2 separate regions of the Mus musculus genome follow, and region 1 is linked to region 2. The links are chromatin contacts, called in public HiChIP or PLAC-seq maps. All regions are on one chromosome and are shown on one strand. The core of a region is the stretch at or near the end of the contact, and the rest is flanking DNA. Distances in the headings are between cores, read along the strand shown.

Region 1 (2,700 bases), core at 91-2,590, 130 kb before region 2:
CTTAGTTCCCAGCATCATGATAAATAGGTCATATCCACAACTTTAAAGGAATTTTAAAAGAAGATTTATGTATGTATATGAGTACACTGCAGCTGTCTTCAGACAAACCAGAAGAGGGCATCAGATCCCATTACACATGGTTGTGAGCCACCATGTGGTTGCTGGGAATTGAACTCAGGACCTCTGAAAGAGCAGTCAGTGCTCTTAGCCACTGAGTCATCTCTCCAGCCCCCAGCTCACAACTCTTAACTCCATGGAATTTGAAACTCTTGTCCATCTTCTGCAGGTACTGCACTCATGTACACGTACACACACACACACACACACACACACACACACACAAAAATCAAAAAGTCTTTCAAAAATAAAATGGAAGGCAAAGAAAGAGAAACTCTGGATGATGCCAGAGGAATGGCATCGACACACACAGACACACACACACTCTCACACATACATGCACACACTCACACACACTCACATGTACATGCACACATACACTTACACACATAGTCACATGGAAAAGCACACATGCCCACACACACATACGAGCATGAAAAAAAAACCCTGTTACTATTTATAGATAGCTCTGGCAGGAAGATTAAGAGTTCAAAGTCAGCCTGCCCTACACAGAAAGACCACATTTAAAAAACAAAAGTCCAGCTGGGTGTGGTGATGCATGCCTTAATCCCAGCACTCAGGAGACACAAGCAGGCAGATCTCTATGAGTTTGAGTCTAGCCTGCTCTACAAAGTTAGTTCCAGGACAGCCAGGGAGAAACCCTGTGTCAAAAAACTAACCAACCAAAAACCAAAACAAACAAAACAAACACAAAAAACCATGTCTAGAGAGATGGCCCAATGCTCTCTTGTAGAGGTCCTGTGTTAGGGTCCCATGTCAGGGGGCTCACAGCCATCTGTTACTACAATTCTTGGGGATCCGATGTCTCTGGCTTCTCAGGACACATGTGGTCATGCCCACATACAAATACACATATGTACACAACTAAAAAAGCCAAAAACTCAAACAAAATAAAAGCCCTGAAACACTGAAGCTGACATGAAAGGCCCTAGCCCCACCCCCAGCTGCGAACAACCCTCCACCCTCACACCCACAACAAAGCCACCACCCAAATCTCCCAAACTGTAAAACTGAAGGCTGCCTTGCCTGCACCCTCCCCGCATAGCTCTCCTACCCAGAGCAGATCTCAGGGTTGAAAGTACTCGCTGGCCTCTCTGGAACCAACCACAAAGGTTAGTGGGGGGCTGAAGGAGGGTTTAATACACTAGGCAGTCCCTGACATTCCCCCAGGGCAGTGGGCCATATATATCTCTTCCTGACCTGATGGGTCTGGCTTCCTTCCTGTGGCCTGCACGCACAGCCTTGCTAGAACTCATAGTCCTATCAGTGACAAGCTGTCTTTGATGACATATGACACGTACTCTCTGCAAAGGTTTCTTCACAGAGAAGAATCTGAATAGAGAAAGTCCCCAACAAGAGAGGAAAAGGCCCCCTCAGGTAGGGTTCCACAGGAACCTAAGCCTCCTGCAGGCCCAGGGCGGTGGCTGAGAGCCTTACTCTGGGCTCACCCTGAAGAAGTAGCATCTGGCCCAGATGGTTATTGAGGCTCACAGGAATTCTACGTTAGGGATTTATGCATGTGCGCGCACGCGCACGGGAAAACAGAGGCTGACGCTGAGGGCCTACTTCAGTTATTCTCCACCTTATTTGTGAGACAGAAGTTTGCCTTCAGAAGTTCAGGGGTAGCCTGGGCTATATAATAAGGCCATCTAAAAAAACAGAACAACAACAATAACAAAAGCAAAATAAATAAATAAAATTAAAGCTTAAATGCAGAGTCAAGGGGACAGAAATAACTCTAAGAGCTGTGCTACACTGGACAGTCATCAGCCTTCACTATAGCTTTTGGCTGATCAGGAGCATTTTGAAGCACCAAGAGATTAGAGGGTCCGTCCAGCATCCCAATATGACTATATAAAGGGGTCATTCCCTGGAGGCCACCTTGTGAGAGACTCCTTCTAAATATTCTGAATTCATTCACCTTTGCTAGTCAAGCCTGCCCCAGGTGTGAAATTCAACCATGCTAAAGACTAACAGAAGACAACTACATTTCCTGTAGAGAGAGACTGTAGCTGCAGGGTGCTGTGCCCTTACCTTCTTCTCAAGACCCACGGCATCTGAGACTGCCATTATTGTCACCAGCACCTCCAGGAACTGCAGGCTGGCAGCTCGACAGTCTTCCTGACATACAGACAGCAGGGCCTGCACACACAGCAGCAGATGCTCCAGGTAGAGATTCTGGAAGACAACAGTGGGAGTTAGCATCCCTCCCTCCACAGCCCACTGCCAGTGTGGTACCCACCACGCACACACGCAGCAAGAGCCAGAGAAGTTGCTGCACCCCACTTGAGGGCTGCAGGCCTTGACCTGAACACAGCCACAGAGGAGGGCACAGTGGGCCAACAGGGAAGCTTCAGAGGGATAAAGAATACTTATCATGGGCCAGCAGATGGTGTGGGGTACTTTAATCCCAGTGCTTGGGAGTAGAGGTGAACTAAGGAGTTCAAGGCCAGCCTGATCTACAAGCGAATTCCAGGCCAGCCAGAGCTGCATAGAAAACCCCTGTTTCAAAACAACAACAAAACAAAACAAAACAAAAAATACACACTGTGAATGTTCACT
Region 2 (2,700 bases), core at 152-2,651:
TTTCCAGAGTGCCTGTCACCTTCCCCTCCAGTGTTGTTTCCTGCCTCTTCCCCTCCTATAGTTCTGAAAGTCCTCTGCTCTGCATCGCTCTGTGATTGGTCATGGCTATGGGCTCTGTGTGATGCTCGTCTCGGAGTCTGTAGGAGCCCATCTTCAGGTTGAGAAGTGAAGGTACACTGGGCATGATGGTACACACCTATAATCCCACTGTTTGGGAGACTGAAGCAGGAAGATCGGGGGTCCTAGGCCAACCTGGGCATTGTGGAGTGGCCTTGTCTCCGTGAGGGAAAGAAAGGGAGAGAGAAGAACTCCAATGGAGTCAGGCAGCCCCAGCGACCCTCTTGTCTCTACTCCCCCAATCCTGGGCTTACAAGGATATGCTATGACACTTAACTTTTTATGTCAATGCTGGGGATCAAACTCAGGTCCTCAGGTTTGCACAGTAAGCACTTTGTCAGGTAAGGCATTTCCCCCATCTTCTCTTTGGCTTTTTCAAGGCAGCCTTACTCTGTAGATGAATTTGACCTTGAATTAGAAGTGGTCTGCTTGTCTCAGCCCCCTGAGAGCTAGACTAACAGGCACACCCCGCCCTGCTTTGTGTGTTTCACGTGTCCCTCCCCTCTCTTCATGTCTCTCTGGTGACAGGTGTGAGGTTTGACCTCAGGGTGCCCCTGATCTTCCAGAAGGTTCTGCTGTTTGGGGACAGTGTGTTGACTGCCAGTTACCTTGGGGGAATCTCAAGCAGTGGGGCTGGCCTGGAACCACCTTCTTCATAAGCCCCCACCATGCAGAAAGGTTTCTAAGAAGGCGTCTGCTTCCCAGGGTGGCCTTGGCATCAGTCAGCTTGAGCCTTCATTGACTGGAGATGAGGGAGAGGTTGGGCCTCATTCACATGAACAGTTATATTGTCTGGGCCTCTGGGATGTAACCCAACCCCAGGGGAAGGTATACTTTTCACAACCTTATAAAGTGTGTTTGAAGTGGTCTCCTTGGCAACGTGGCTTTTTTTTTTTTTTAAATACCCTTCTTCCTCTGTGATGAACTGAATCTGGAAAGTTAACCCACAGACCCCAAGTCCACGGGGACCAGAATGCATTGCTGGGGACTGTGCAGCTTATTCACACGGCTTGGGGGAGGCTCCGGCCACATCTAAGGCAGATGTGCATGGAGGGTCAAGCCCAGCTCCCTGCGGCTATGTCTGAGCTCCTCTTCTTGAGGCGTGAAGTCTCCTGTTTCTCTCACACCTGGGCTGCCCCTGCCCTGCCCCTGCCCCTGCCCCTGCCCCTGCCCCTGCCCCTGCCCTGTCTCACAGCCACATCTCTTGTGGTAGTTATCACACCGTCCTAGTGTGGATTTTCTGAACTTGTTTTGTAAACTGTGTCCTTGAGAGCTAGACTAACAGGCACACCCTGCCCTGCTCGAGGAGGACACTGGCAGTCCTGGGAAGCCTAGCTATGAAGCCCACATCTCTGTCCCCTGTTCCCTGCCCCCCTCCCCATGTCCCTGAGCCCCAATGCTCTGAGAGCTATAGGATGTCATACTGGCTGCCTGTGTGTGCCTGGCTCCTGCTACGCCAACAAGATGTGATTGTTTCTGGACCTGATTTCCACACCACTTATGGGGACATCCAGAAGGGGATTAATACCATTGGCTCCTGGGAGCCTCGCTACCACAAGGAGAACAGGCCGATTAAGGAGTTGGAGCCAGCTTATGTGCTTCGTAGAGGCATCTGCAGGGCTGCACCCTCCGAGGCCAAGTAGCTTGTTTCTCTTTGCTGTATTCACAGTGGCTACCCCTGAGCAGGATGGGAAGCTGCCAACTTCTCAGACACCTGATCCTCAGAGCTTCTAGAAAACACTCAGCAGGCAGGGCAGGAGCTGGGCGTGCCTCCTGCAGACACACCCACCGGTGGGAGCCAGGCGCCTAGGACACAAAGGTGGAAGTCACAAATCCGGGTGGTGCAGGGTCCCTGCTACTGTCTGAGCTCACTCCCTACTGTGTCACCTTCCTGCCTCTGTTCCCCTGGGGTGAGCTACCCTGGGCCAGGAGCCCTTGAGATAGGACAAAGCCTCTGCTGGGTCTGGGCCCTGTGTTTGGCAGGACACAGCTTTGGCTGGCCTCCTAGTAGGGGGTACCCTGGGCCTGGGCTGGGCCTGCCAGGACCTGCAGGCAAGGATGACCTCATCTGGATCCAAGGTCTCCCACAGCTCTCCAGGAAAACCCAAGAGGAGCTGGACAGGAGCTGGGTGGGAAAAGTGATTTCTCAGCAGCTCGGATTCCAGACCCGCATTCCTCAATTCAAGCTGCCCCCACCCCCACCCCGCCCACTGCCCAATTCCTGGGCCCTGATTGTGTGGCCAGGGAAGCAGCTGGACCAGGAAGGATGGCTTCCCATAAAATCTTAAGACTGAAATTGGGCAGCATGGGAAGTGTTGCCATGGGAACACGGCATTGGATTTATCTCCCCGCTTAGCAAATTAATTTTATGAATGTCCACAGTGTTGAAGCGACTGCAAAACAACACATTTCTCAGCTAGCCCCAGGCCTGGGAACACAGACCTAACATCAGAGTGCCTGCCTCCCTGCTGGGGTGTAGAGATTACCTTTGCAGGAAGAAGGAAGGCCAGATAATCACTGCATGTCCCTGGGGGTACCTGAATGCAGTGTAGACTAACCCAAGGTTAGTCTGGACCAGTGCTG

The links. HiChIP or PLAC-seq counts read pairs in DNA pulled down with a chosen protein or histone mark.
Region 1: an H3K27ac HiChIP or PLAC-seq map of embryonic stem cells shows a contact between it and region 2, with 7 read pairs. The contact joins two enhancer-like sites. A contact is called at or near these places in 6 of 39 promoter capture datasets (the 3T3-L1 cell line, 3T3-L1-derived adipocytes, frontonasal cranial neural crest and 3 more), 1 of 484 Hi-C or Micro-C datasets (nephron progenitors), 5 of 115 datasets of contacts at active chromatin or transcription factors (the SCID.adh cell line, craniofacial prominence, embryonic forebrain and 2 more) and 2 of 9 other capture datasets (adipose tissue and pancreatic islet).

The regions. Positions count from the first base shown.
Region 1 is chr5:139,165,676-139,168,375 of GRCm38.p6, reverse strand. It overlaps Dnaaf5 (dynein, axonemal assembly factor 5), which reads right to left. Exons shown (of 13, transcript NM_001081265.2): 7 at 2,173-2,316. Among named protein-coding and RNA genes, the nearest start is that of Dnaaf5, 17 kb to the right of the region's middle. Within about 2 kb of position 1,340, at least 69 of the 459 cell types and tissues checked have an H3K27ac peak or open chromatin away from gene starts, as enhancers often do. A contact at or near this core is called in embryonic stem cells, where this site is marked.
Region 2 is chr5:139,033,277-139,035,976 of GRCm38.p6, reverse strand. All of the region lies in intron 9 of Prkar1b (protein kinase, cAMP dependent regulatory, type I beta), which reads left to right. Among named protein-coding and RNA genes, the nearest start is that of Pdgfa, 40 kb to the right of the region's middle. Within about 2 kb of position 1,401, at least 72 of the 459 cell types and tissues checked have an H3K27ac peak or open chromatin away from gene starts, as enhancers often do. A contact at or near this core is called in embryonic stem cells, where this site is marked.